Regions from separate parts of the Mus musculus genome. Here regions 2, 3 and 4 are each linked to region 1. Evidence: chromatin contacts called from public promoter capture Hi-C data. All regions are on one chromosome and are shown on one strand. The core of a region is the stretch at or near the end of the contact, and the rest is flanking DNA. Distances in the headings are between cores, read along the strand shown. Region 1 holds the start of Tomm40 (translocase of outer mitochondrial membrane 40). Region 2 holds the start of Phldb3 (pleckstrin homology like domain, family B, member 3). Region 3 holds the start of Zfp428 (zinc finger protein 428). Region 4 holds the start of Zfp235 (zinc finger protein 235).

The links. Promoter capture Hi-C pulls out the DNA fragments that hold promoters and counts their contacts.
Region 2: a promoter capture Hi-C map of pre-B cells shows a contact between it and region 1, with 4 times the contacts expected there. The contact joins the promoter of Phldb3 here to the promoter of Tomm40 in region 1. A contact is called at or near these places in 3 of 39 promoter capture datasets (cranial neural crest, frontonasal cranial neural crest and pre-B cells).
Region 3: a promoter capture Hi-C map of second pharyngeal arch cranial neural crest shows a contact between it and region 1. The contact joins the promoter of Zfp428 here to the promoter of Tomm40 in region 1. A contact is called at or near these places in 5 of 39 promoter capture datasets (cranial neural crest, frontonasal cranial neural crest, maxillary cranial neural crest and 2 more).
Region 4: a contact with region 1 is called in a promoter capture Hi-C map of pre-B cells, with 5 times the contacts expected there. The contact joins the promoter of Zfp235 here to the promoter of Tomm40 in region 1. A contact is called at or near these places in 3 of 39 promoter capture datasets (cranial neural crest, frontonasal cranial neural crest and pre-B cells).

Annotation. Positions count from the first base shown.
Region 1 is chr7:19,712,154-19,719,383 of GRCm38.p6, forward strand. It overlaps Tomm40 (translocase of outer mitochondrial membrane 40), which reads right to left and starts at 3,276. Exons shown (of 10, transcript NM_016871.2): 1 at 3,205-3,276; 2 at 2,828-3,106; 3 at 2,140-2,207; 4 at 1,516-1,608. The coding sequence starts at 3,101. Nectin2 (nectin cell adhesion molecule 2) reads right to left here. Exons shown (of 9, transcript NM_008990.3): 8 at 7,043-7,129; 9 at 4,491-5,634. The coding sequence ends at 5,362. It overlaps Gm38955 (a long non-coding RNA gene), which reads left to right and starts at 3,311. Exons shown (of 2, transcript XR_881874.2): 1 at 3,311-3,836.
Region 2 is chr7:24,608,081-24,615,310 of GRCm38.p6, forward strand. It overlaps Phldb3 (pleckstrin homology like domain, family B, member 3), which reads left to right and starts at 3,248. Exons shown (of 15, transcript NM_001102613.1): 1 at 3,248-3,498; 2 at 4,417-4,599; 3 at 4,796-4,933. The coding sequence starts at 3,265. It overlaps Ethe1 (ethylmalonic encephalopathy 1), which reads left to right. Exons shown (of 7, transcript NM_001364014.1): 6 at 272-388; 7 at 643-845. The coding sequence ends at 695.
Region 3 is chr7:24,502,732-24,509,961 of GRCm38.p6, forward strand. Zfp428 (zinc finger protein 428) reads left to right here and starts at 4,356. Exons shown (of 3, transcript NM_146183.2): 1 at 4,356-4,705. Cadm4 (cell adhesion molecule 4) reads left to right here. Exons shown (of 9, transcript NM_153112.3): 8 at 1-63; 9 at 781-1,802. The coding sequence ends at 890.
Region 4 is chr7:24,128,369-24,135,598 of GRCm38.p6, forward strand. Zfp235 (zinc finger protein 235) reads left to right here and starts at 4,004. Exons shown (of 5, transcript NM_019941.3): 1 at 4,004-4,855; 2 at 5,781-6,119; 3 at 6,890-6,947. The coding sequence starts at 6,933.

The sequences.
Region 1 (7,230 bases), core at 2,026-4,525:
ATACCAACCTGCTCCACTCTTCAGAACACGCCTCAAGGGGCCAACGAGATGGCGCAGTAGGAAGGGTAAAGGCACTTGTCTCCAAGCCTGAACAGCAGTTCAAGCCCCAGTGCACACAAGGTGGAAGGAAAGTTGTCCTTTGTCCTCCACAGGCCTCCTCACCACACAAACAAATGCAATTCCAAGTGCAGCTCAGGCCTTCCCTACCTCGAAACACTAGAGCCCTAAGACACACAGACGGGCAATGCCAAGTAGGCCCCCTGCCACTCTAGTGCAGTGCCCGGGGAGGCTTTCATTCCTTGATCTGCTTGCTAGTGGAGGTGGAAGACTGTAGAGAGGGGGCTGGAGAGATGGCTCAGTGGCTAAGAGCACTGACTGCTCTTCCGAAGGTCCTGAGTTTAAATCCCAAGCAACCACATGGTGGCTCACAACCATCCGTAATGAGATCTGATGCCCCCTTCTGGTGAGTCTGAAGACAGCTACAGTGTACTTACTATAAGACTGTAGAGAGATTTAAAAACAAAAAAGTAGTAGGCATGGTGGCACACATTTTAATCCCTATACTTGGGAGACAGACGGGAGGGCAAGACCTGAGTTGGATTCCAGCCTGGTTTACACAGAGTCCAGGAAGGGCTTGAGTTGGTATAAACTAGGTAAGAGCACTCCTACATGCAAGCATGAGAACCCATGTTCAAACCCCTGCCACATGTATTGCATGGTCTAAGTATCATGCCTGTCACTCTACCCCTGTAGAGATGGTGGGTCCTGTAAGCTTGCTTGGCAGCCTGTCTAAGCCTAAACAGTGAGCTTTTGGATCAGATGTCCCACTCTGGCTTTTGCAAGACACCCGCACACATGCTACTACACAGGAATGCACACATGCTTACTCCACACAAAAAAACCTGCTAAGGACGTATCAGTCAGTGAGAATGCTTGTCTAGTATGTCCAGGTTTGAGTTCCAGCACCAGATAAAACCAAGAATGAGGACTTAGGCCTGCAATGGCAGCACTTAGGGGAGGCAAAGGCAGGAGAACTGACAGGTTAAGATCATCCTCTGCCACAGGTCAGTATCTCCAAACACAAACAAAACCCCACAGGGAGCACGAGGAGAGCTGTAGCTCAGACCTCTACCTCCCGCTCCCACCAGCTCCACACCCCTTCTCTCCATCCCGAGGAACATACCTGAAGCACCCATCTGACCCATCTCCCTCGCCAAATTTCTGTGGCTCTCTAGCACCCCCTAGAGAACACCCAAGAAAAAATCTTGACATTCCAGGTGCTCTATCTGGTTCAAGCATCCAGGTCATCACTAAGTTGTCCCCAAACCCAGCCCCTCACCCCCAGGATGAGATAAAGAACAGTATGTTAGGGATATTACTGCAGGAAGGAATCACCCATGTCCCAACACCTTGGCTGCTCACTTGCTCACCTCCTTCCCTTCATAGCCCCCTTGAGTCTGTCACCTGGCCACTGGATTTCCTTAACAGATGTTAGAATGACTGAAGAAATCTTACCTCTGTGGGACTCAGCTGCTTCGTCCCCACGTATGTGACCCCAAAGTGGTAGTTGGACTCCCCAATTGTGCCGAGGGCTACTGTGTGGGTCACCTGGGAGAAAAGAGTAGGTGGTGGGGGTCTTGGCGATAGCTGGGGGATGCAAACTAGAGATGTGGAGATGGGGAGTGAACACCGGGTGTCAGGCCACGACTAGCAGCATCAATGCCCAGGGATCCAACAAAACACCAGGCCTGACCTGACGAGATTAAAGGTTTCTAGTGAGAAAGTGGTGCTGGGGTGGGCGCCACACTCACCGTTTCCACTCCTACTTGACTTTGTAGGGTAAGAATTATGGATTCCTAAACCCTAACTCCCCCAGGCCCCAAGTAGTCACCCTGGAATTCTTGAGTCTTCCTGTTAGTTTGTCTTTTATGTTTTGATATAGGGTCTTTTGATGCATGCTGGTCTGGTCTTGGGAGTACGATCTTCCCACCTCTGCCCTGGCCAGTGGTGCCATTGGAGTGCTATCTGAATCTTGCTACCTACCAAAAACCCCAAGCCTTTAAGAGTGAGGGGATCTGTATGCATGGAGGAGTATCGCTGTTGTGACCTCTGGAGGGTCAAGGCACCAGAAAGGCTCACCTGGAAACGGTTGCTCAACCCTTTGTTGACTGTAAGTTTGACACCTTCCATCTGAACTGGAAACAGCTCTGCAGAAGAGAGATGCTGTCATACCCCAGATTCTTCTCCCATCCCAAGCTCTCTTCACAAACTCTTATCTCACTAATTCCACCACTAGAGGAACCTTGGCCCTTTGCACATTTTAAACCCAGTGCAGTCACCTCAACTTAGGAAATTCACTCTCCTGCCTAACTTCTCATGCTTACAGTTCTCACCACACAGAACTGTCCTCAGTATTTAGTAAGTTAACACACTTAACTATCGAGAGTAAGAATGTCCTCCCTCTTATGATCAAATTGTCAAAAGATCCTAGGCTAGGATCCTTGGGTCGAACCCCTCACAGGAACATTGGGGAAAACCTCTTGACACCGTGACCTTGGACTATAATTCCCTTCCTGATCACACTCCTGAATCTTGGTGGGGTTGGTCCCCTGGCTCTCAGTACCCTAAGACTTCTCCCTCCTGCTGTGGCATTCTTCCCCAACGAGTTCATCATCTGATCGCAGTTTCGAGCCCCAAGTTCAAGGTCCCACCCTTCCAATCCATCATCAGCTTCCAACGTTCTGTTTAATGATTGCAACGATGTGCGCCAATCCTCCGGGGGGTCCCTTCCCTTTCCCTGGGGCTACTCGGGCCTGGCGCCCCTCACCCTTGCACTTCCGGTGGCACTCCTCGAACGTCCCCGGGTTGGGCAGGCATCCGCAGCTCCCATCTTCCGAGGCCGCCGCAGCGCCGCTGGCCGCAGCCCCGGGAGTCCGTTCCGAACCACGGCCAGTGCTTGACCCAGTGCCCAGGCCGCCGCCGAGCGGCGGCAGAGTGAAGCCTGGCGGCGAAGGAGGCGGCGGCGGGAGCCCCACGAGGGACGGCGTAGGAGGCGGCGGTGGCCCTGCGGGCGGAGAGCTGGCAGCCAACACGTTCCCCATGGTATCTGCGAGGGGAAAGGTCAGAGGGCAGGGATCGGGGCGACACGCACACCCCCGGATGCAACCCCAGGCCCTTCCCACCCAAAGCGGACTCGGCTCTCACTGGCGGCCGCGGCGGCTCCTCTTCCCGGCCTGGGCTCCGCTCCTACCCCGTGCGCTAAGCGCAACCGAACCCGCTGCCGCCGCCGCCACCGCTGTTTTCCCGCCCCATGGATTCTATTGGTTCGGTGTCCTCCGAGATCCGCCCACCGCCCTAGAAGAAAGACATTCTATTGGAGAATTAGCAGGAAGTTCCACCCTTCTGTTGAAGCCCTACTCCTATTGGTTCCTAGTCGAAATCAGTCAGTGCAGCTTCCTCTACCTTCCTATTGGCTCGTGTATCCCAAGTTCATTGGTTCGCGACGCCGCGGGGCTGGAGCTAGTTCGCTATTTGTCGATAGCACACGCATTGACACGCCTACCTGCTCATTGCCCCGCCCTCCTTTTGGAGGCGCGGAGACCCGCCCCAGAAAATGCCTTGACTATTGGTGGACCTTGGCTCAACTCACATTCTAATTGGCTACAGTATGTCTAATGGGCCGGCCATGGTGACGTGCGTGCTAGGTCTCTCATTGGCCAATGCGCCAGGGTCAGGGGACATCAGTAGAGGTGCGTTGCGCTGCAGACGCTGCTAGGCAGCAAGGTCAGGTCTCGCGTCCCGACAGGCACCGCGGTGGAGAGGCAGGGTCCCCGACGGTAAAGCCGGAAGTGCTGCCCCTTCCCACAGTGCCTCGGGAAGGTTTCAAACCAGTTCTGGGATAACCTGCCGGCCTCTGCCTACCCACAATGCCGCTTTCTCCCTTAACGCCGCAGCTGCCTTGACCCCCCCACCCCCTTTTATTTTTTTACCCATCATGCCGTCTGCTCCTTGCGTCACTGTAGCTTCTATCTTTGGCCCATTCATTCCTTTCCCATTACCCAGCATTCATTCCCCCATTCATTGAGCTTCAATCCCTTGGCTCGGTTTAGCTCGTGTCTGCCTGTTCACGTTTCCCATCCTTCCGGCCTTTCTCTAATGAACTATCTTGGAATCTTTTACCTTCTGGCGACTACCCACTACGCCTACAGCCCTCGTTTCTTACTTTGCTTCTGGCTCATTCGTTTAGCTCCATTACCCATCACGCCTTGGGGGCTTCATTGAAAATAGTATTTGCCTCATGATCTTAGACACTTCTTGCATGCCTACCGTTTTTTCTTTTGGTTGATGCGGTTTTGCTTATGACTCATTAATTTCTGGGGCATTTTTTTTTGACTTTTTGGGGAGGGAGGGGAGTCCATTCTCTGTTGACTTACAGATCACGGATGCCTTTCAAGCTTCAGGCCTCATTGTACCCCACTCACTTCACATCTCACAGAAAACACAAGACTTTATCAAAGTAGAAACTCATATTATGTAGGAAATGCTTACAAAATAAAATTCCCAACCCAGATGCCCAGATTCTCCATCACACACACATACACACACCATCCCCTAAAGAGGGATATGTAGTTCTCATCTCACTGGGTAGGGGTTAAAAGAATTCAGTAGTCCTCAGGATAAGAGCAGAGTCTCCCAAACTTGGGGTGGCAAGGCACACTTGCATTAGGTTCTCCCCTCTAGCATTGGACCTGGAATTCATGCTCTGGAGACAGGAACCTGGGTGCTGAGGAGAGGGTGTGAGAAACCTGAGATTCCTGCCTGCAGGAGTAGGTGGAGATGGGGAGGTCCTACCTTACATTGGGGAATCCTCTCCTTTTCACCTTTGGGGAGCAGGGTGGGGAGGGATCAGGTGAGCTTCTGCTGCCTGGAGGGCTCAGGTCTGAGCAACAGGGAGCCCCTGATCCCGTTCTTGCATATCTGTTGGACTCTATTGCCTGAGGACAAGTGCAAGGTCCGATTCCTTTGGGACTTTAAGGGTTCTTGAGATACTGAGTGGCATGGTCAAAGGGTCGTAGTCTTAGGAGTCCTTGGGGGGGGGGGGGGGGTCACAGGTGGTGCAGAAGGATATGGTGAGCTCCCTGCCAAGGGAGATAAAAATCTCCAGGTTTCCAGTTGTGCAGGTTTGCCTGCCTCAGACATCATAGATTGGACGTCATGGTGGAGTCACTAAGAAGTCACAGGTGGATTGCAATGGGTGATAGTTGTCCCTGGTCTGCCTGGAAGTCAGAGTGTCCTAGATTACTGGTGGAAAGCTCATGGGTCAAGGGTGAAAGGTGAGACGTCAGAGCCCCTGTGCCTCCCTCACACATACATGGCCCGTGACACAAAAAAGTCTTTGCTCTGGTAGGAGTCAGAGGGGCTGGGGTAGGACAGGGCATCATAAATAGGGTTGATTTTATCCAGGAAGTCTTCCTCCTCATCATCTTCCTCCTCATCTTCGAGACTCAGGGAAACCCCCTCCACAACATTGGGTCCTGGAGGCACCAGAAGAGAAGGTCCCAGGCCTGTAGCCCCCAACAGCAGGGGCCCTGACCGCTCTTCCAGAGTGGGCAGCTCGTGATACCGAGGCATCTCCTAGAAGTGGGGAGGGAGCAAAAGCAAGATGTCAAAGTCACCTCAGTCTCAGGATGGCATCCTAGATCTGCCCCCTGCCAATCAGATCCAACTACACCACTGCCATCCTTTCTCCCTCGACCAAACTTCTCTGTACAGTCACTTCTAACCCAAGCCCAGCACGGACCTCCTTACCCTGTCTCAGTCTTCCTCTTTGATCTCTGAAACCCAATCCTTACCCAAGAAAATTTGACCTCTGGGTTCTCTGTCTGTCTGTCTCTCTCTCTCTCTCTCTCTCTCTCTCTCTCTCTCTCTCTCTCTCTGTCTCTCTCCTCTCTCTTTTCTTTTCTTTTCTTTTTATGTAGCTCTGGCTGTTCTGGTGGGCCAGATCTGCCCGTCTCAGTCTCCGAGTTTTCTGCCTCAACCACCTGAGTGTTAGAATCAGGTCTGGGCTGCTGTAGTTACAAAATGCTGAGCACTGAATCCAGGGCTTTGTGCATGTTGGGCAAGCAACCGGAACCAACTGCCTTATAACCCCAGCCTAACATAAATCTTTTTGTGTGTTTGGAGAAGAGGTCTTATGTAACTCAAGGTGTTCTCTGTAGCCAAGGATGACCTTGAACTCCTGACCCTCCTGCCTCCATCTCTGTGTTGGGATGAGAAGCATGCACTGTTACGATCTGACTGACTTTTTTGTTTTCTTTTACACAAGGTCTCATTAGGTAGCATAGGTTGGATCCAAACATAGCAATCCTGCCTCAGTTCCCAAATACTGAGATTACAGGTGTGTACCCCATACCAGGCTTGGCTTTGGTTTTGTTTTTCTAGATATTTGGAAATGTATGCGTGTGTGTACTAATATTTGTGCAGAAGCCAGAGGAGGGTATCTGATCCCTTAAAGCTGGAGTCACAGGCACTGGGGGGTGCCTGGTATGTGAATCAGACACAACTCTGGTCCGCATGACACAGCACGCTCTAAACTGCTGAGTCAACGATCTTGTTGCTTTTCTTGGTTATTTTGAAACAAAATCTCACTCTTGAGCTCATGCTAGCCTTGTAGCTCTGATTGGTTGAATCTCCTGTAATTCTCTTCTCTCAAGTGCTGGGATCACAAGGTAGAGTTATGGTGCACAGCTCTGACCTCAATATTTATTTTATTTAACCTTGAGTGCTAATCAGATCTCTCAGTCTGCTTCGGTCTCCTTATCTGACTCTTGACCACCAAGAAGATGGTCTCTGATGTGTCTCTGATGTGGGGGCCCCCTGGGGAATGGCTCCATGGTGGTGTCTCCGCTGTAGGCACAGCCCTGAGCAACTCATATGAGTGCTCTCTCTACCCAACTCATAAGTCACTCCACTCTACCCAACCTTGACCTTCAACCCTTAAGCCACCCCCTAAGCCCACCCTGGTTTCCCCGGAAGCTCCCACCTGATCAGCACAAGAGACACCAGCATCAAAGTATGGCGTCTTCACTGGGCTGTGCTCTGAGGCCCCCAAGGTGAAGAGTTGAGAGGGCTGTGGAAGGACACAAGAGTAAACCAGGACCCTCATGTCTGCTGCTCCCAGCCAGCCCCGTCCCAGGCCAACAGCCCCCTCCCAGCTTGACCCCAGGGAGG
Region 2 (7,230 bases), core at 1,998-4,497, 4.9 Mb after region 1:
AAAAGATTATGTGCTTGGGCGTGCTGAGTGGATGTAGAAACAATAAGACACATCTGCAGGGCATAGGTTTTTCTGGGACAGCCCCAGAGATGTGCAAGCAACTGTGAGAACTACATTTCCCATAGTGCCCAAAGAGAGAGGAGGGACACCTTCTCTGGACCATTCAGGGAAGGGCCAGTTCTAGTCTAGGGAGACAACCCCCAAAGCCTCCTGGGAAATGTAGTTCTTGCGGGCCCCTAGTTACTTTCCTTCCCCTCCCCTTTGTGGACAGGGCTCACAGTTTCTACTGTGGAGGAGGAACGGACTCTGAACCCACGGCTTACCCTCAGCTGTGAGGAATTTATCAAGGTCATGGACAACCTGAACTTGCCCAAGCCACAGCAGATAGGTGAGTTACCCAGGGACGGGACCCTGGGGTCTGAGGAAAAAGTCAATGGGGTAAGAATCTGTGAACCTGAGAGAGGAAGGGCCTGAGCCCCTTGATTTGAAAGGAGGCCTGGGTGCTGGAGCCCTGGGTCTGAGGGACGAGGACTTAGGGCTAGAACTATCGTCCCTTCTAAGAGCCCCCAAGCATTTCTGGGTGTTGGTGGGACATGAGGCATCCCTGCGTACTTAAAATCATTTGAGGTTTCCTCTTTTCAGACATTGCTGTTCCTGCAAATATGCGCTGTGGGGTCCAGACTCCACCCTCCTGATTCGTCCCAGCCAGCTGCTCACATCCGTTATGAATGCACTAGGAGGGGTGAGGGGAGGGGTGTCACCCCAGGGCCTCTCTCTTCTCCTACCTCTACTCTCACCAGCTACTTGAGCTTCTTAAATAAAGTTTACTTCGTTTTTGCCACGAATCTGAGTTCTGCTTGCTTTCTTGGGGAAGGAATTATGTTTCCAGATGGATGCCGAGACTCAGCCCTGGTTTCTCAAAAAGCCAGGGGTAGACGTTGGTAGAACGTTCGCTCACCTAGCATGTATAAAGCCCGTGTTGTGTTCCTTTCTCTGTACTGCATAAAGCAGGCAGGGAGGTGCAGACCTGTCATCCCTGCCCTTGCCGGCTGGAGGTTCAGAAGGTCAAGGTTATTCTCAACTGCACAGTGAGTTGGAGGCTGCCCTGGGCTATGTAAGACCCTGAATGATAGATGATAGATAGATAGATAGATAGATAGATAGATAGATAGATAGATAGATAGATAGATAGAAAGGAAGGGGGCTGGAGAGATGTCTCAGTGGTTAAGAGCACTGGCTGCTCCTGCAGAGGACCTGGGTTCAGTTCCCAGCACCCACATGGCAGCTCACAACCATCTGTAACTCCAGTTCCAGGGGATCTGGCCTCTGTAGGTACCGGGCATGCACAGACATACATTTAGTCTAGACAGACATTCACGTAAAAGGGAAGGAGGAGACAGAGCTAGCAGTGGTCAGGACCATGGGGGAAGGAAGGAAGGTCTAAGGGAGCTGGGGGTGGGGGGACTGGAAGCAGATAGCAGGTTGCTCACATCGATGTAGGGGAGGTATTCTCACAGACTTGCACCGCAGCACATAATTCTGTGTGAGCCCCTCCCCTGGGAGTCCCAGGCCAAATGAGCCCCTCTCCATCCCTTAGCTTTCTGATCTGTGTAATGGAAACAATAACGGGATATTTCACTGAACTGATAAATCCCGATGTCTGACTTCTTGCACCCTGCTTGCATGACCAGCTCCCCTGCCCCTGTCGCTGCTATTGTCCCTCCTGTATTGCCAAATAGTTATGAGTACAGATCTCGAGAGACAAAGCAGGTAGTAACAGATGTGGGCTGAGAAGGCCGAGAGTGTAAAGCTCTTGCTAACAAGATGATTTGAGTTCCATGCCTGAATCCCACGTTGGAAGGCACCACTTCCCAAAGATGTCCTATGAGCTCTTTACATGTTGGGTGCCACTTACATACCTGCACTATCTTTCACATACACAAGTAATAATAATTTTAAAAAAGTCATTTAGAATGCTTGTAGATCCTAGGTGTATTTGTTTCCTTCAGCCTCGGTCCCCACAACTGTACAATGGAGACGGTCGATCTCTTTTTTTCTATGGGCTGTGGTGTGGTATGACACTGAGGTGTGTCAAATGTTTTGCACAGCTCTTGATGTCTAACAGTCGGGTTTTGCATACCAGATATTTTCCTGTTTCTGCCCAGAGAGGAAAGGGTCTGGCTGTGACCTTTAACCTCTGTGCCCCACCCCATAGTAAACTGTGTGCGCGTGGGGCACACTCTGTCTCTGGGCAGATCGCTGACTCAGCCCGGGATACCCCCTCCCCTTGTCCGGCTCCCTAAACCGGTCAGGGCCCTTCCAAAGGGCTTATTAGAGGGGAGAGGCCCCCATCTTCATTCCTATCTTCCTTTGAGGATTTCCTAGGCTTCGGCCTTAGGGAGGCTGCTGTATGCAGGTGGCTAAGAAGCCCGGCCCTCCAGGGGCACCGGAGGCTGAGTGGGAGGTCTGGGCGCTGGGCTCTCTCTGGGTGGGGCTGGAGGGGCCGGGATGGCTGGGTGCCTGGGCTGCGGGCGGGGCAGGCTGCTGGCTCCCTCCTCCCAGGAGAGCTGTCGGACCTGTTGTCCCCCCCTCCACTTCCGGGCTGCTGGGGAGGGGGACGGGGCGGCCTCTCTCTCCTCCCTCCTTCCAGCCACCTGTTTAGCCGCAGGAGCGGCAGTGCCCAGTGCAGAGCCAGAAAGAAGGTTGACGACCTACGAGGACCTCCTCCCGGGAAGGAACGGAGGCGTTGGGGCCCCAGGCATATCCGGAGAGGTAGACATTGCCAGCCCCGAGTTCTGGATCTTGGGGTGAGGAGCCTCGGACGCTGATTCCTTACAGGTGGTTCGGGACCCAACTGTGGAGCTCCAAGGAGGAGAGCCGGGCTAGTCCCGAGAGGGTAGAGGAGATGGAATCTCTTGGAGGCAATCCGGGAAACTGGAGAGGGCTGCAGAAGGGGCTCAGGGATGACACATGGAGCAAAGGGAAGGCTCAGCGTGCGACGCCCCAGCACGGGGAGCGTTAGGACCCCGGACTCAAATTCTCTTCCCACCTCTAGGTGTGTGTGTCACCTTCGGAGCCGACAGCCTCTCCCCAGTCGCGAGCGGGTCCCCAGGAAATCTACGCCCGCGGAATGTTCAGAGCTGGTCTCTGAACCTTTAGGTTCCGCCCTCTGGGCAAGCTCAACGCGCTCTAGACCACGCCCACAAACATCAGACCACGCCTCTGAAACTGACCACGCCCACACCACAGGAATCCGAAGCGGCCATGGGGACACCCAGCACCCTAGAGGAGGGCTCCTCGTCTCCAAAGGTTTCGGAATGCGCCGTCGAGGTCCAGCCTCAAGGGGCTGTGCAGCCTCAGGGGCACCCCGAGGATCCCAAAGAGCACAAGGAGCCCGAAGTCCCAGCGGAGCTTCCAAGTTGCCCCGGAGCTGGGCGGCAGGCCGAGGAAGAGGAAGAAGTGGAAGAAGGTAGCAGCACCGAGAGCTGCCGCGAAGAGGTGAGGGATCATCCCCCCGGGGGGGCTGTCCAGACGGACAGACAGACACCCAAGACGACACAGAAGAACATAAAGAGAGAGACTAGACAGAGACCCAGAGTCAAGGAGAGTACCCATAGACAGGCAGAAACACCCTGTTAGACAAAGTTGGATTTGAAGCCAGAGAGACTCGGGTAGAAACATAGAAACTAGATACGACAGAGACACAGGGAGTGAGACATAGACCTAAAAGAGAGACACAGGGAAGACACACAGACCCAGAAGAGAAACAAAAAGAAATGCCAACATAGAAGAGTCTAAGTCAGAGAGAGGGACGGGGGTGGGGGTGGGGGGAAGAAGAGCGATCCAGGGACTCTGAGAAAGAGATCCCAAGAGGTTGAGACTCAGGGACAGATGAGCTCATCGTGTACAAAGACACTTGCTGTCAAATCTGACGACCTGGGTTCGATCCCCAGAACCCTCATTGATGTAAGGCAAGAATCTTCTGATTTCCACTAGCATTCAGGTACAAAAAAGAAAGAAGGAAAGGAAGGAAGGAAGGAAGAAAAAAAAAGAAAGAATAGAGGAAGAAATGGAGGAAGAAAAAAGAAAAGGAGAGAGAAGGGAGAAAGGAAAAAGGAAAAGAAGAAAAGGAAAGGAGGGAAGAAATGAGGAAGAAAGAAAAAAGAAAGGAAGGAAGGAAGGAAGGAAAGAAAAGGAAGCAAGCTCTGCTAGTTCAGCTTCAGAGCATAGTGGCTTTGTATGATGGGTTCAGAACCTGCCGGCTTCCCCGCTTCACGGTCTTCCATTCGGACCCGAAAGGAAGTAGTTGAACTTGGCAGCTCATGACCCCCAGAGGCACTACTGGGGTGGGACCAGACCTGTTTGGTGACTTGAGGGGGGCGAGACTTGTTCTCATCACACCCTCTCTAATTTCAGCCCGAGGCTACGCCTGCCGCGCAGATTCCAGCCACACCTTCCCCATGCCTCCCTTCTGGGGAAGAGCTGCGGGGGGCAGCGCGGCGGCTGCGAGGACAGCAGCTGGAGGCACTGACTCGCGTGGCTCTGATGGAGCAGCGGGTGAAGGAGTTACAGCGCCAGAAGAAGGAACTGAGGATCGAGGTGAGGATGGGGAGATCTTGGGAAATCAACCCGTGAGGGAACCTGCGAGCCAAGACACCGAGTCCATTCTAAACTTTAGGATCCTTTTTGATAAGCAGCAGGTGTTCAAGGCCCGAGGCCTTTTCCAGACTTCCCATCTCCCAGCCCCTTCCTCCACTGGCTGCTGCACCCAAATTCTCGCCTTGTTTTTTCGCAGATGGAGGTGGAGGTGGCCCTGCTCCGGGGTGAGCTGGCCGGGGAACGAGTGGCCGCTCGCCGGGAGGAGGAGCAGCTGCGGGAGCTGCTGGGCCAGCGGGTGGAGACCCAGCCGAGCAGCCAAGAACAGCGGGAGCAGGTTGGTGTGACCAGCGACTCCATCCTCATGTTCCTTTCTTCCGGGCTGGAACACCCTCTGGTCGGACCTAATAGTTGTCCTTGTTCTTCAAAGAGATTGGGTTCCTGTTCCTCATTTTCCTCCTCTTTCCCAGGCCTGATTTGGATGCCTGGCTACTGAGGTCTCTTTCTTGGCTGTCCCTATAATTTCACAGTTTAATGGTGTAGTAGGAAACATTTCAAACCCGTAAAAACTGAATACTCAGTTGGGCTGGTGTCCTATGCTCCCCAGCTTTAGTAGCGATTCCTTTACTATCCTTTCATCTCACCCAGTTCTTCCCTGTCTCCATATCCCTGGATACTAAGAATCTAAATCAACCCTGCAAGGCTGAGCCACGCCCCCAGGCCCTCACTGGGGGATTCTAGACAAAGGCAAGAGGATCTGCCACTGAGCCACGTCCTCACCTTGTTCCAAGTTTTAAATGCTCCTTGTAGAAGCCATATTACCTGTATATGTTTTAGCAGGTACCACAGAAAAATGAGAACTTTCTTGTGTGTGTGTGTTTTATTTGAGACTTGGTTTCCCTAAGTAGCCCTGACTGGCCTAGAACCCATGATTCTCTTGTCTCAGCCTCTTGAGGGCTGGGGTTACAGGTGTGCACAGGGCTGGCTTGTTGTAATTGGTCATCTCAATTGTTTTGTCTCTAATGGACCTAGTGGGCCTCCCCTACTTGTCTGTTTGCTTATTGCTTGTTGAAGAAACTAGGTCTTCTGGGTGATATTTTATGGTTGTTTTGTGTTTCCGAGCTGGTGTCTTACTATGTAGCCCTGGCTGGCCTGGAACTTACTATATAGACCAGGCTAGACTCAAACCATTGGATTCACCTGCTTCTGCCTCTTTTTTTTTTTTTAAAGATTTATTTATTAATATATGTAAGTACACTGTAGCTGTCCTCAGACACTCCAGAAGAGGATCTTGTTGTGGATGGTTGTGAGCCACCATGTGGTTGCTGGGATTTGAACTCTGGACCTTTGGAAGAGCAGTCGGGTGCTCTTACCCACTGAGCCATCTCACCAGCCCTTCTGCCTCTTAAGAACTTTGTTGTTGTTGTTCTGTTTTCTTGGTTTGTTTTTTTTTTTGTTTTTGTTTTTGTTTTTGTTTTGTTTTGTTTTGTTTTTTGAGGCAGGGTTTCTCTGTGTAGCTCTGGCTTTCCACTTTGTAGACCAGATTGGCCTTGAACACAGAGAAATCCGCCTACCTCTGCCTCCCAAGTGCTGGGATTAAAGGCGTGTGCCACCACTGCCTGGCATCTTAAGGCCTTTAAAAAAAGATTTATTATTTATTTGTTTATTTGGTGTGTGTGTGTATTTGTAACATTCATGTGAGTGGTCTTTGATCCCCGAAGAAGGAGAATTCAGAACCCCCGAGGCTGGAGGTTGTCTGTTGCCTGTCATGGCTGCTAGAAGCAAGCTCAGCTCCTTTGCAAGCGCAGCAGTGCACACTCTTAACCTGCCCAGTGTTTTGTTTTTTGAGGTAGTATCTCAGATAGCCTTGGCTGGCCTTGAACTCTGTATGCAGCTGAGGATGACCCTGAACACCTGGTTTTTTTTTTTTTTTTTTTTCCTGCATTCCTTTCCCAAGTCCTGGGATTTCAGGCAGCGCTAGGCCCAGCTGAATTATGTATGTGTTATCCTATAGCAAAAGCAGCTGGTGCTGCCTCCCATCTCAGCCCTCCTCGTCCTCCTCCACCCTGTTCAGGGTCTGTAGCCCATACTGAGGCTGGACTTGTGTCTGAGGATGATTTTGAACTCCTGGCCCCTTGGCCTTCACCGCCCAAGCCCTGGAATTGCAAGCTTGCGTGACGACGCTCGGCAAGGGTCTGACTCTTCAGTTTGTAGCCAGGATGTGGCTGACCTTGTGCCTGTGGGGCCAGTCAGTGCCCCTCTGTTTTCTGGGAGCACGTGGTCGCTTGGCTGTAGAGGTTACAGCGTGCTCTAATGCTTTCCCACTGTGTCTGAGGGACGTCAGTCAGCTCTGAGAGTTCAGACCTCAATGAGTCACTCTGATCTTAAGACTCTCTTATCTAACCATGTTGACATCCCTCCAGGTCACGGCTTGGATCGGTCTGAAAAAGTCATTGTCAGCTGTGTTTCTGTCTGTCTGTCTGTCTGTCTAGGAGCTGCGTCTCATCACCCCGAGCCCTGATTTCTCTTGAGGTCTAGTTCTGTTTGTTTATGATTCTGGGCTCTAGTCATTTTTTTTCCCCCAGACCCAGAAATCTGAGCCCTGAGCCGTACCTGCCTCATACCTAGGGCTCC
Region 3 (7,230 bases), core at 3,106-5,605, 4.8 Mb after region 1:
TACTGGTGTTTCTGATCATATGTGTGCTAGTGGGCATGGTCTGGTGCTCCGTCCGACAGAAGGGTAAGTGAGGGCGGGGCCTGAAATCAGTGAAGGGTGTGGTCATTTCTGATTCTGGATTGCAAGGGGATGGAGCCTAGACACTGGATTGGATTTGAAATCAAGCCATAGTTTTGACTAATACCCTGTAGGGTGGAGCTTTTGGCCCTGGGCTCTGAAAGGGCTGAGATTTAGCAGAATAAGGGGAGAGATTTTGAGTAATTTATTTTTCAAGTTGCTGAATTTATTGACAGCATAGACTTAAAGGAATACTATCAGAAAGCGGGGGAAGGGTTGGGAAGGAGGTGCAGGGGAGGGGACTCCATTGATAGACTCTGTCTTAGCATGAACAAAGCCGCCCAGAACTGAACATGGCGGTGGATGCTTCTAACTCCAGTATTTGGGAGATAGCGGCAGGGGAATACAAAGTGCAAGGTCACTTGTAACTATCAAGTTTGAGGCTTACCTGGGAAACTGGAGACCATGTCTCAACAAAAAAAAAAAAAAAAAAAAAGGGCATATCGGGGATGAGGGTGGGTCCTCTGTGACTTTTTGGAGTCTTCCTAATTCCTCTTTACCTCTTTCTCTACCTTTGTCCTGTGCCTCACTGAACTGGACTCTGGTTCCCTTTCTCCCACTTCCTTCATATGCTGTGTCTCTTGCCTGTCTCCTTTTCCTATACACACTCCCTGGGTCTTCATCACCATGCCCTTTGCCCTGGGGACATCTTCCTGCTCTCAGGATCCTATCTGACCCATGAGGCCAGTGGCTTGGATGAGCAGGGAGAAGCCAGAGAAGCCTTCCTCAATGGCGGCGATGGACACAAACGGAAAGAAGAATTCTTCATTTGACCCTACTCCCCCACCGCCAGCTGCAAGGAGCCAGCAAAGACATTGACCAGAGTCCGGGATGGGATGGTGGTCTTCTCCCCCACTAGCTAACACCTCGGCGCTTGGGCAGGGGTTGGGGGTGTTGGATGCCTGGATCTCTCCCAGGGCCAAAGGCTAGGGTCCAGAGACTTGGGATCCCCTATGGAGACAGGGACTTAAGGACCCTCCTAGACCCCCAGTCCTGGGACGGGTAATAAGGATTTGGGTTGGGGGAAGAAAACAGGGGGAAGGCCAGAACCCCTAGGCTACAGAACCAGGTCTTGTGGGGGAGGGGGCCAGATTCTGGGAAGGGTGGGGTGGGCAGGGAAGGGAAACACAGATTTCTTTGGGGTCCCAGACCCCATGCCAGCCATTGTAAGAGTTCCACAGAGCTCTGGGCACCTCTTTGCAAAGCCATGTTTGCACGGTGGGGGGAGGGGCAGGGGAGGGCGTGGAAATGGGAATTCTGTGTCTTTGTGTGAAAACTCCGATGGGGGGGGCAGTAAGGGAGACAACCCCGACTCTTATCCAGTCCCCCTTCTCTGGGTTCCTGGGCGGCTCCCCTTCCCTCCATCTTGACCCCCACGTCCTTCCCGTTCCATAATTGTCTGTTCACCCGCTCTTGGGGGGGCCTTCCCCGTCTCTCCTCCAGGCCCCCCGGGGAGGGGGAAAGGAGTTTGGAGGGGATGTGTGGTTCTCTATGGTTTTATATATAATATATTAAAAAATCAAAAATCTGTATGAAAATATCAGATTGCACCCCTCTCCCCCCATTACTGGCTTTTGCCCCTTTTTCTTGTTTAAAAAAAAAATGAAACACATTTTTGTACGGGGCGGGGAGGGGATAGGGAGGGGGTTTGGCAATCCCACTAACCACCATTAAACTGAGGAGAGAACAAGTATGGGGTGGCTGTGTGTCTGTCCCTCTGTCCGCCGCTGTACCGCTAGGAAGGGGGGGGGGGATGCAGGCGCTGGGGTGGAGCACCGTGGATGCTGATACACAGGAAGATGAAGGAGCCAGACCTCCGAGAGGCCAACCACCAGCCACTCTTCCTCAAAATCCCAGACTTGGGGGATTTTTTGGGGAGGGGGGCGGTGAGAGGCGTGGTGAGGATTTTGTTTGTTTGTTTCTTCGTTTTGAGACAGCATCTTATACTATAATACAGGCAGGTCTTGAACTCCGGTAACCCTTCTGCCTCAGCTTCTAAAAAGCTGGGGTTACAGGCTGATCCAACCACAGCCAGCAATTTGTGAATAAAACACACACACACACACACACAAACACAAAAGAGGCTTTTTTTTTTGTTTTGTTTTGTTTTGTTTTTTTCAGTTTAACAGGAATCTGAAATTTGATCCTGTTCTAGGCTTTAAGGGCTCAAGGTGAAAAGGTCACTGTACTCTGACCTTTGTGAAACTTTGATGAAGGAAACAGACGCATCTAGGCAGCAATGGGAACAGTTTCAGAGCCGGACGTGGTGGGATACACCTGGAAGCCCAGCACTCAGCGAGCAGAAGCTCAGGGCAGCCTGCTCTACAGAGCAAGTTCCAGGCCACTCCTAGCTACTTAGCAAGACTGCAAGACTGTGTGCCCCTACCCCCCAAGCAGAAAAGCTTAAAGCTTGCTTTAAATTGTAAAGAGGGCTCTTAATATTTATATGCTTAAAATCTTAAAATTCCAGCCTTCAAGGAGCTGAGGCAGGAGAGTGAGTTTGAGGACAGCCTGGGCTACACATTAGGCTCCTGTTTCAGAAAGAAAGGAAGGTGGGTCAATCAGTCTCCTGTGGTGGTGGCTTACACTTTTAATTCCCAGCACAAGAGGCAAGTGGATATCTGCAGCCAGCCTGGTCTACATAGTAAACTCCAGGCCAGGGTTAAGTAGTGAGACCCTGCCTGAATAAAATAAACACACACACACATACACACTCACGCACGCACACGCGTGCGGCGGTGGGGGGTTGGGTGGGTACTGTTTTATTTTGTTATGGAAATTTTCATGCAGAGTGAGGAGACTTAAAGAACTCCAAAGCCCCAGGCACCCTCCACCCCATTTCCACCCAGAGCGCTGCATTTATTGAGACCAGTGCTGTGTCAATTTCCCTAAATCACTCAATCTGCAGGAGCTGTATCATCAAGGAAGGCCCTTCGGATTGGCATCAATACCAGGAGAGAGTGAGCTCGGAGCAGCAGGGACAAAGGGTTTTCCCGATGAATCGAAAGGCAAGATCAAAGCCTGAGACAGCAAAGGGATTACTGTGTTTGAAGTGCTGGGGATATGGACCAGATAAAACGGTGGGTGGGTCCAGAAGAGGCGTCAGGGACACAAGTTTGACTGGGAGACCAGGTGTGGGAGGTGCATACCTGCCACCCCAGCCTTTGGGAAGCTGAGGCAGGAGAACTGCAGGGAGTTGACGAAAACCACCCGGAGCTAGAGTGAGTTCCAGAATACACAAGGAGACTCTCAGAAACAAAGCAAAACACAACTATTCCTTTTCTGTGGTGTAATGGGACTCTAGAGTTTTAAATTGCTAGTGATAAAAGCATTCGGGAAGGAGAGGGCTGTAGGGATGGCTACAAATAGTCAGCATGAAGTTATGGCCCTTTAAAATTACCCACAGGAGCTGGGCTGGCTGCCATATGCCTGTAATCTCAACATTCAAGAGGTAGCGTTCAAGGTCATTTTCTTCGACCCAGGTGTTGGAGGCTAGCCTGAGCTACATGAGACTCTGCCTCAAAAAAGAAAAAAAAAAGAAAGAAAAGAAAGAAAAACAAAAAAAGAAATAAAAAAGCAAACACCTATAGCAGACTTTCTAATTGTGCTCCACGGAAAAGCTGCCTTGACTCCCTCTAAGAATGCAAGCACTACTTTGCCTCTGGAAATTTGCATCAGCTATTCCCTCTGCTTTTTGGCATTCTACTTGGCTCCAGTTCAGACCTGGCTTAAAAATCAGCCCTTGGAAGCCCTTGCAGAACCTCGAGCTGGGGCAGGCGTTTCTGGCATCCACGGCCTCCTGCCGTCTACCTCTCTCTCTTCCAGGTCTTGACAGTTCTAAGTATTTGTCTAATCAAATGTGGTTCGTTTTCCTTAGACTGGGGGTTCAGATCTCTCGCAACGCAGAAACCACGTGCTGTCCAGGAATTTATCCTAGGTGACAGGGACGTGAACGGGGTCCCAGACCTTCGGTAGTTTCGGGACAAGGTTGCCAGCCCACCACGATTAAGTCTGCAGTCCCCTACACGCATGCGCTTTATTTTTCCAGGTGCCCCCCCCCTCCCCATCCATATGCTAATCACTGCGCTCTGAAGAACAGCCTCTCCCGGGAATATGCAAATCACATCCTCCAGTGCGGGAGGCCTTCCTTTGTCCCGCGCTAGGATTATGCAAATGAGCGAGCCTCCAGCCCGGGGGATCCGGGCCGAGTATTTAGGCCCCCACTCTCCCCCCTCATTCCAAGGCATCCACTATTTATAAGGCGCGTTCGCTCTACCGCGCACGCACGCACGCGCGATTCTTAAAGCTTCTTCACCCTTCGGGCCGCAGACTGTACCAAGTCTAGCGGGGCCGTGAGCGGCAGAGCCCGCCACCCCCGCCGGCGTGAGCTCTACAGCCTTCGCCATCCTCTGAGCCCCTCTTCCCATCGACCTCCGGGAATGGTCCATCTGACCGCGCACGCGCCCCTCGCTCGCCCCTCGCTCGTTCGCCCGTTCGCTCGCCCGCTCGCCTAGCCTCCCGAAACGCAGGCGCAGTGCCCGGGCGTGCAGCCGCCACCGCCGAGCCTGATCCGGGGCCGCCGGCGTCGGTGAGTGTCCGAGCTTGGGGGGGGCCGCGGGGCATGCTGGGAAGCGGGCGATACAGCCCCGCTGCATGACGGGAGCCCGCGGCCGCTTGGCCGAGTGACCGGCCCGGGAGTCCCTTGCTTTCCCCAGCACGCGGCTCGGGACCCAGCACAGCTTCGCCTCGAGGCATTGTGGGAGCCCGTGGGCCAGGCGTTCTGGGCCTGGGGCATTCTGGGAAGGGCCTGGGCTCCTGGAGGGGACTTTTTTTTTTTTTTTTTTTTTTTTTTTCGTCGCACACGCCTTCTGTGAGAAGCCCCGGGGCAAGGAGCGTTTGGGTGCCTGGTGGTCGTTAAAGGCCCGAGGCATCGTGGGACGCTGTCACGGGGCATTGTGGGAGCTGATCTTTATTGTTTGGTACCGGGGTTTGTCCGAGTCCCAGTCCTACCTAGCGTTGTGCGGAAAGGTATCTATTGTGTTCACTCACGCACTGTGAGGCGTATGTGTGGGTGGGGTCCTGGCCACTCTGCTTTTGAGGGAACTGAGGCATACGGTTTCATGTAGCTGGGTTTTGGACCCACAATATCGCGGAGTACAACCTAGAATTTATAATTTACCAAGTGCTGAGTTCGCAGAGGTGCATCACCACGCCCAGCTGGCTTCCACCTGTCCTAATGCTTCCACTTGATATCCGGAACGTTCTGGAAGAAGCTTTATATAATGTGGGTTTGGAGAGGGATGGCTGTCCCCAAGTAAACCCCCAAGAAAAGTCCTAACAATCCTTGCTGTGATGGTCAAGTAGAATAATAGTTAAAGCCCAGTGTGGTGTCACGCGCCTATAATTCCTGCTGGGGCAGGAGGATTCGCTATTCTAGACCTGTTTTTTTTTTTTTTTTTTTTTTCCTTTTGGGGAGGGCATCAGATCTCAAAAAAAGAAGGGGGAGTGGGTTTATGGAATGGCTAATCCTAGGTATTGTTGCATGGAACACATATATTAAATATTTAAAATAGAAACAACCAGTTGTCCTCAGTTTTTCTTTGCTGAATGGTGCGAGTTTTTCCAAAAATAATGTATTACTACAGAATTAGAGGGGCCCAACATCTGATGATTAATCATGAGAGCTCTTCCTTGCCAGTCACTATTTCTCGGTCCTTCAAAGGCCTGATCCAGTATCTAGGTGTCTTTAGTAAATTCCCTATCCAATGATGCCACCTCCTCCTCTTGCTCCAGCCGCATTCCTCCAACAGCAAATTTGACATTTGGGCTTTGAACAGTGTGCTTTCTACCATTGTTTGTGCCCCCAGGCCCTAAATTCAGGCTTTGCCATATTATTAGTGTCCATATCTATTGTCCCCAGAACCTGGGAAGCTGAAGTTGGAGGATTGCAAGTTCAAGGCCAGCCTGGACTGTATAGTAAGAGTCTAAAGGAGAGTGGAAACCGTATTGTTTTTAGTCCTACACTGCCTGGTCTTGCAAGGTCCTGTCACAATGCAGTAGGAGGAAGAAACGTGTGCATTGAGAGAAACAGGAATTATGGGAGCCAAGGAGCAATGTGGATGGTTATAGGTGAGCTTTGCAAGGGTGAAAATAAACACTCTGGATCCACAAAGAGGAAGGAGAAAATTCCAGATGGGAAATGGAGGAGAATGAACTAGGACTGCCCTTCTCTGGCTATAAAAGGCCTTTATGTGGCCCTGCCCCCAACCCCACCAGAAGCCTGGAGAGTTGAGCAAAGGAGTAGAGTCTATGAGATCTCTTCCTTCCTTCCTTCCTTCCTTCCTTCCTTCCTTCCTTCCTTTCTTTTTGTTTTGTTTGTTTGTTTGTTTGTTTTGTTTGTTTGTTTGTTTTTTAAGACAGGGTTTCTCTGTGTAGCCCTGGCTGTCTTGGAACTCACTCTGTAGACCAGGCTGGCCTCAAACTCAGAAATCCACCTGCCTCTGCCCCCAAAGTGCTGGGATTAAAGGCGTGCACCACCACACCACTGCCCGACTCTTTCTTTTTTAAGACAGTGTGTCATTTAGTTCATACGAGCCTCAAATTCTATGTAGCCAGCTCTGACCTTAAACTGCAGATTTACCAGCCTGAGAGCTAAGACTGTGGGTGTAGACTGCCTACTTCTATTCAGAGCATGGCTTTGGATCTTTGTTGAACCACAGTCTGGTGAGGTGGCCAGTGTGAACTTGGACTTTGGACAGTGTGCAGGTCTTCTTCCTTCCTCTTCTGCTTCGAGGGAGCTGTTTCTGTGTGCCAACCAAAGCCTGGACTTGAGAAGGATACAGACAAGAAAAGTTGGGTCCTGTTTGAAGCACTAGGCAGAAAATGACAGATTTGAGTTCAAACCTCAAAAGTCAGCGAGGCTGACTTTTACAAAATTAGGTTGACGTCTAAAACACGCCAGGCACAGTGATGTTCCTGTGATCCTGACACTGGGAGGAAAAGAGGCAGGAAGATCTGGAATTCAAGGTCATCTGAGGCTCCTTAGTAAACCTGAGGCCAGCCTGGGATATATGACGCCTTGCTTCAAACAAGCACAAATGGAAGGGTATGGAT
Region 4 (7,230 bases), core at 2,754-5,253, 4.4 Mb after region 1:
AATGGCAGAATTGTGTGCCCCACCCCTGCCCTCCCAACCAAAGTACAAATGCTGTCTCAATGGTGTGTGGCTGAGTAGGCCTCTCTGACCTTCAGTCAAAATAGACCAAAGAGGCAAAAAGGGAGACCATTGCTGGACCTTCAGACAACTAGACTGACCCTGGTACAAACAATGGGGAGTTATCCTGAGAAAAGGGAAACCTACAGTCAGAGAATCCTTCTGTGGTATATATATATATACACATACACAGCAATGGCCCCAAATTAAAGGAACATCAGGGACACTTGAAAAAAAGTCCCTAAGCACTCCCATTCTGACCATAACAGTGATATTCTTAAGATAATGACTACAAGAGAGTAACGAAAACCAGGAGGTGGTGGTGCATGCCTTTAATCCCAGCATTCAGGAGGCAGTGGCAGGTGCATATCTTAAGTTTGAGGCAAGCCTGGTTTACAGATAGAGTTCCAGGTCATCCAGAACTACACAGAGAAACCCTGTCTTGCAATTATATTCTATCCCTATCTATCTATCTATCTATCTATCTATCTATCTATCTATCTATCTATCTATCTATCTATCTATCTATCTAGACCCAATTCCAGCCTAATTCCTGGCCAGATCCATTACAATACTCTGGCAAAGCAGGTGCACCCATTTCCAGGCAAAAGCACCAATTCTGACTCGTAGCTGTCTCCAAGCTATGTAGCCTTTGCTTGAGAAGTGAGGACGATCTATTGCTAGGAGACAGCAGGCAAATAACTACAATGACAATTAGGAAAGACTGTGTTCTGGCATTATCAGGGAATTGTGTAGTCCAAGCTTGCCTCAAACTTGCTGTATGAGATTAGCCATGACTAATCATTGTATTCAAGGTTCTAGGAAAAGACTGGGCAGTTGTGGTATAAGTCTTTAGTCCCAGCACTCAGGAGGCAGAGGGAGGTGGATCTCTATGAATTCCAGGCCAGCCTGGTCTACAGAGTGAGTTCTAGGACAGCCAGGGCCATACAGAGAAACCCCACCTCAGTTAAAAAAAAAATCTAAGTCTGACATGGTGGTATACATACAATTTGGAGGTTTAGGCAAGAAGATCATGAATTCCAGGCCAGCTTGGGCTTCAAAGTGAGACTCTGTCTCAACAACTACAAAAATTATGCTTAACATAGCTGAAAAATATTATCAGAGAACTTCACTATAGGTCAATAGGAATAACCCAACTAGTCCAGGAATGTAGGTGCATGCCTTCGATCCCAGCACTTGGAAGGTGGAACAAGAAGGTTTAGGAGTTCGGAGCTTTTCTCAACCACAGAGCAAGTTTGAGGCTAGCCTGGTCTACCTGAGTTTTAATTTAAAATTTTAATTTCAGATGCACAGCTGTCACTGACCATGCCACAACTTTTGTGGTGGGCTAGCTCACTGCAAGCCATGTGTGAATTTTGTATCTTTGTAATTTCATTATACTTTCAGAGGTTATTTTGCTGACTTTGTGTGATGCCAGCAAGCTGTATTATATATATGTATATATACACTCATACATGTTTCTATGGAGAGTTACATGTCACCTGTCCTTAGAAACCCCCACACAAACAACTCACAGGCTCCTTGCTACTGAGGAAAACTTGAGATCAGGGATGACTGGACTCATTAAATTTGATGTTTATTGGACACATTTCCAAATGGAGGAGAGAACTTCCAGTTCTGGTTTGGTTTCTGTTACTGTGATAATCACTGAACAAAACCATCTTGGGCTGGACCTGCCAATCATAGTCAATCTCTGAAGGAAGCCTGAGTAGGAACCATGGGGGAACACTGCCAACAGGCTTGCTGCTGTCCATGGATTGCTAGGTGTTTGTTTGTTTGTTTGTTTGTTTGTTTGTTTGTTGAGATAGAGCTCTGGCTGTCCTGGAATTCACTGTGTAAACCAGTCTGGGCTCAAATTCACAGATTCCTCCATCCTCTGCCTCCCGAGTGCTGGGATCAAAAGCCAGTCCTGACTGCTCAGCTTGCCTTTTTATATACCTGCGGACCATTTGCCCAGGGCTGGCACCGTTTACAGTGAGTTGGGCCCCTCCCACATCAACCACTAATAATGAAAATGCTTCATAAACTTGCATACAGCCCAGTCTCATGGAGGCATCTCCTCAGCTGAGGCTCCCTCTTCCCTGCAAGTTGACAAATCACAGGTAACTTTAGCCCAAGGGGATCTGGCATCCACTTGTAGCCCACAAGGGCACCTGTACCCACAGACACAGACAGATAGACAGACAGACAGACACACACACACACACTGAACCTGTTTAAGAAGGATTGAATGGGTGTATAACAGTGGAGTAAACACAGTCCATACTCTTGTCTCTGACACAGTATTCTAGACTTAGGTCAATAACCTGAGCTACAAGCTAGAGCAGATCCTGAGACTCCATGGTAAATGGACATGGTTTTGTTATGTTTTAGGGAGGGAGATGGAACAAGAGAGTAGCACTGAGTTGAACTGTCCTCCAAGCAAGAAGCTGACATGTGGCTGCAGCATGGTTGGCTCAGAAGTGGATTGTCAACTCGCTGAGACAAAGTAAGCCGTCTTCCTGTAATATGTCATTTACTTTATTTATGTATTTATTTATTAATTTGTGTTTGCATGCCTCTGTGTGTGTGTGTGTGTGTGTGTGTGTGTGTGAGTGTGTGTGTGTGTACACCAGTGTGCTGCAGCACCTGTGGTAGAGGCAGATGTAAATTACAGAAAGTCAGCTCTCTCCTTCCACTGTGTGTGTTTCAAGGATTGAACTCAGGTCCCCGGGCCTGTACCTGCCAAGGCATTTGCAGGCCACGGGCAGGGTCTCTTGTTTCTGCCACACTAAGAGGTCAGGCTAGCTGGTATGGAGTCTTCTTGCCGGCTTCAATATGGCACTTTGCTTTTATTGTGAGAATCAATAAATGGTTTTCTTTTTTTGTTGTATCTGTAGGTTGTATGGGTGGTGAATATCCAAGGACACAGCATTGGCTATGAGTTAAATCCAGTGTTTCTCAAACCTAGCTTCTGGTGCACTCAAGAAAACAGCTTTTCCAGTTTTACTTACCCTTTGCTTCCAATTAGTGTGTGTGTGTGTGTGTGTGTGTGTGTGTGTGTGTGTGTGTGTGTGCATGTTTGGAAGAAGAAGAGTAATTATGGCACAAATACAGGAGTCACATACGTCAGGTGTCAGTACTACCACTGAGCCAGGCTCCCAGCCCTTCACTGGGGGATTCTAGGCAGGTTGTGGTTTGACTGAGAATGCCCCCATAGCTCATATATTTGAATGCTTAGTCTTCAGGGAGTGGAACTCCTTGAAAGGATTTAAAAGGTGAGCAGGCGTGGCCTTCTTGGAAAAAGTCTATCACTGGGTATGAGCATCAAGATTTTAAAAGCACATGTGAGTCCATTTCTCTTTCTCTGCCTCTCTGCATATGGATCAGGATCTAAGTCTCAGCTACTTCTTCAGCATCATGCCTGCCTGCTGCCATGTTCCTGCTCTGATAAAGGACTAAACCTCTGAAAGTGTAAGCCAGCCCCCAGTTAAATGCTTCCTTTGGTAAGAGTTGCTTGGACTTGTGGTATCTCTTCAAAGCAATAGAACAGTGACCAAGACAGGAGTTGGTACCAGGGACTGGAGTATTGCTGTGACAAGCCTGACCATGCTGTTTGTTGAAGGAATATGGAAGACTTTAGGACTTTCCACTACAAAATTATTAAGTGCTTTTTGATTAGTAGAGCTTAGTGGGTCATCCTAGGAGGAGAATGCAAGACAAGGGCAATTTGAGCTGGGGGTGGGGGGCAGCTCAAGAAGTTTCAGAGGCAAACAGTACATGGCCTAAACCATTCTAGTCATATACTGAGGAAAAAAAGTGGGTGATTTTTGTCCTCATCCTAAAAATCTGCCTGAAGCTAAGTTGATGAGTTTTGTATTACTGGCATAAGCAGGGGAGATTTCCAGACAGCCTTGTGTTGACTGTGTCTTGTGGTTATTAGCAGTCGCTCTCATGGAGATCCAGCATGAGGAGGAGCAAGCCAGACAGAAAGAACTATGCAGTGTGGAGTGTGAGGAGAAAAGAAGCACCGTGAAGGCTTAAGGAAAAGCCTGATTCTGAATGCTATAAAGGGAGTGCTGACCTCAGGGCAACACCCCACCCAGCGAAGCCTCCAGCCTGTGAGAAGGAAGAGGAAAAGCTTCAGCATGAGGGAGGCCATCAGTTCCAGCTTCAGCATGAGGGAGGCCATCAGTTCCAGCTTCAGCATGAGGGAGGCCATCAGTACAGCTTCAGCATGAGGGAGGCCATCAGTTCCAGCTTCAGCACGAGGAAGGCCATCAGTTCCAGAAAGATAGTGGACATAGAATCGGATGGGGCCAAGGTCCAGACCATCGAGCAGCAGAACATGCCAGCTTTGGCCACTTGGTTCTGGCTTTAGAGTCAAGGATACAAGAAACACTTGGTTCTGGCTTTAGAGTCAAGGATACAAGAAAAGGGTTCTTGAGCCTCCCTTAGTAATGAAGGAAATGCCCTGAAGGCAGTTGTAGTATAGGAGAGTTCCTGCATAGTGGCCAAGAGAGGGCATTGAGTGAAGCTGTGAACCTGGATTATGTCGGAGACCACAAGATGTTGAAGATGCCAGAACTATGGGATCCCAGCTGCAGAGAGCTGCAGACTGAGGTGAAACCAGCCTGAGAGAGACAAGTGTGTTACAGCCAACATAGCCGAAAGAGTAAAGCATCTGAAGAGTGCTTTGACATCAGCATGGAGATGCAGAGTTTGGCCTCCACCTTTGGTTTTTAGTCTTGCTATGGTCCAGTGTTTCCTCACTATACTGCCTTCCCATTAAGAAATGGTAAAGTATATTTTATGCCATAACACATTGGATTATGTGGTCTGCTTTTTGATTTTGATTTTACAGGGAATTACAATGAAGAGATTGTCATGAGTATCATAAAAGTTTGACATTTAGATTTTTAAAAAATATTGGGATTGCAATAGATGGTGGGGACTTTTGAAGTTGGGCTGAACGCATTTGGCATTATGATATGGGCAAAGGCTTATCGAGACAGGTAGCAGAGTGTGATGGTTTGACTAACAGTGGCCCCCATACATCTATGTATTTGAATGATTGGAAATAGCAGGGAGCCATGCTTTCTGCCATGTTAATGGACTAAGCCTCTGAAACAAGCTTTGATCATGGTGTCTCTTCATAGCAGTAGAATAGTGACCCAGACACCCTGTGCTCTACCATCACTCCCACAGCCTGTGACTGGAGGATTCTATTCAGGGACTCTGCCTCTGCTGCTGAATCAGGCTCCTATAGCTGAGCAGTTGAAGTTTTAGCTTTTATAATATAATATAAAATGAGACTTCAGTGTTCTTAAAAAGGACCCACAGCTGGGCATGGTGGTGCTTACCTCTTATCCCAGCACCCGGGAGCGAGAGACAAAGGGATCTCTCAGTTTGAGGCCAGCCTGATCTACAAACAGAATTCCAGGAGATCCAGGGCTACGCAGAGAAACTGCCTCGGGGAAAAAACAAAACAAAACAAAACAGAACAGAAATAAAAAAGTATCCATAGATGTCTTACATGGCATTTCAAAAATAAAGAAACCGAAAAGCACCCCCGGTGAGCGAGCTCCCAAAAAGCGATTTCTAAGGCTCACATGCCAGTTAAAAGAGCTTGGAACATATGGAGGCTTTAGTAGTCTGGGGAATGTAGTCCCGGAAAAAGCACAGAGCTAGGCGCTTCCGCTGACGCATTCTGGGAATTGTAGTTCCAGCGCCAGTGACGGCTGAGGTGACTTCCGCTGCCGCAAGGCCAGGCTCCCTGGCAGTACTTCTGATGAGGTGACATCCTGCAGCGTTCCGCGACCCTTCTGTGTGCTGGTGTTTCGGTGTGTCTTCTCGGGGACCGAGTCTGCATCTCCGGGGAGAAGAGGGGCACCGCTGGCGTCGGCCGGTCCTCTCTAGCTGGGCTCTGCTTGAGACGGCGCTGCCCAGGATTCCTGGACCCGTCTCAGCTGCTTGTGGAGCCCTGGAGAGAGTCTAGCTTCCCACGGGAGTCTGTCAGAGGAACGGTGATGGCAGATAGCAGTGTCCTAAAGCCTTAAGTGGTATGCAACTCTGGTTTTGATGTGCTCTTTTTGCATATATTTCATTGTTTATTTACTTAAAGAGTGGGACGTTCCATAGCTGATAAAAGGAATAGGTCAGAAAACTACCTGTGGGAGTAGGGTCACTCCTTCCACCACGTGGGCTTCAGAGTCTTGAACTCAGGTGGTCAGCCTCAGCAGCAGTCGCTCATACCCTTTGAGCCATATCGCAAGGCCAAACTCCCCTTTCCTTAGAGAGGGTTTAGCTTTTTATTGGTGATTATCTTCATGTATGTGGGAAAAGAAACTTGGTGGGGGCTCTTGCAGATGAGCAACGTTTACTAGAATTTAAAATTTTTAGAAGGAGAGAATATGGGGGTGGGGATTTCACTACTGTGTAAGGAAATAGTTATATGTAAGATAGCTGTCACATTAACAGACCCTTAGATAGTGGTGGTCAGTTATGACACAGCGTTCATCAGAGAGCTCGAGACTTCTTAAACATTTGTTTTTATGGAAAGCCCATCACTACAGGCAGCATTGTGAAGGTGCGAGTACACGGCATCCCTGAAGCTGCCAGAAATAGAGAATTGTGGGCTTGTCTAACCCTTTGCTGTGAGTGAAGTGAGGCACGCATGACCTGGTAACCTGGAGCCTTACACTACTGATTAGCAGGAAGCAGGTAGAAAAGCCTGGTCAACCTGCACAGCCCTTGGGGCTGATGGAGAAGCTGAGGAAGCCATGTGGACCAACTGTCCTAGCAGTGTTCTCACGAAGCCCCTCTTCCCCAGCTTGCTTCCCAGAGCCCTGCCTTGTCTCAAAGAGAAGAGAACAATGACCAAGTTACAGGTAAGTTGGGTTGCTTCCCCCATCCCCACAGTGCTAGGGATTGGAAACATGATCCCTGCATGCTGGGCAAGTGCTCTACACAGAGCCTCTCTGAACTGCATGAAGGAAGAGGGGAAGTTGCTGAGAAGAAAGGTCTGGAAGGAGGAGGGATAAGAGAGGACAGTGGGACATGTGCTCAAAGTGCACTGCACTTGGGAAAGTGTACAAGGATGAGTAAAAAGAATTTGAAAAAGTGGGCTGGAGTGATGGCTCAGTAGTTAAGAGCACTAGCTCAGTTTGGTTC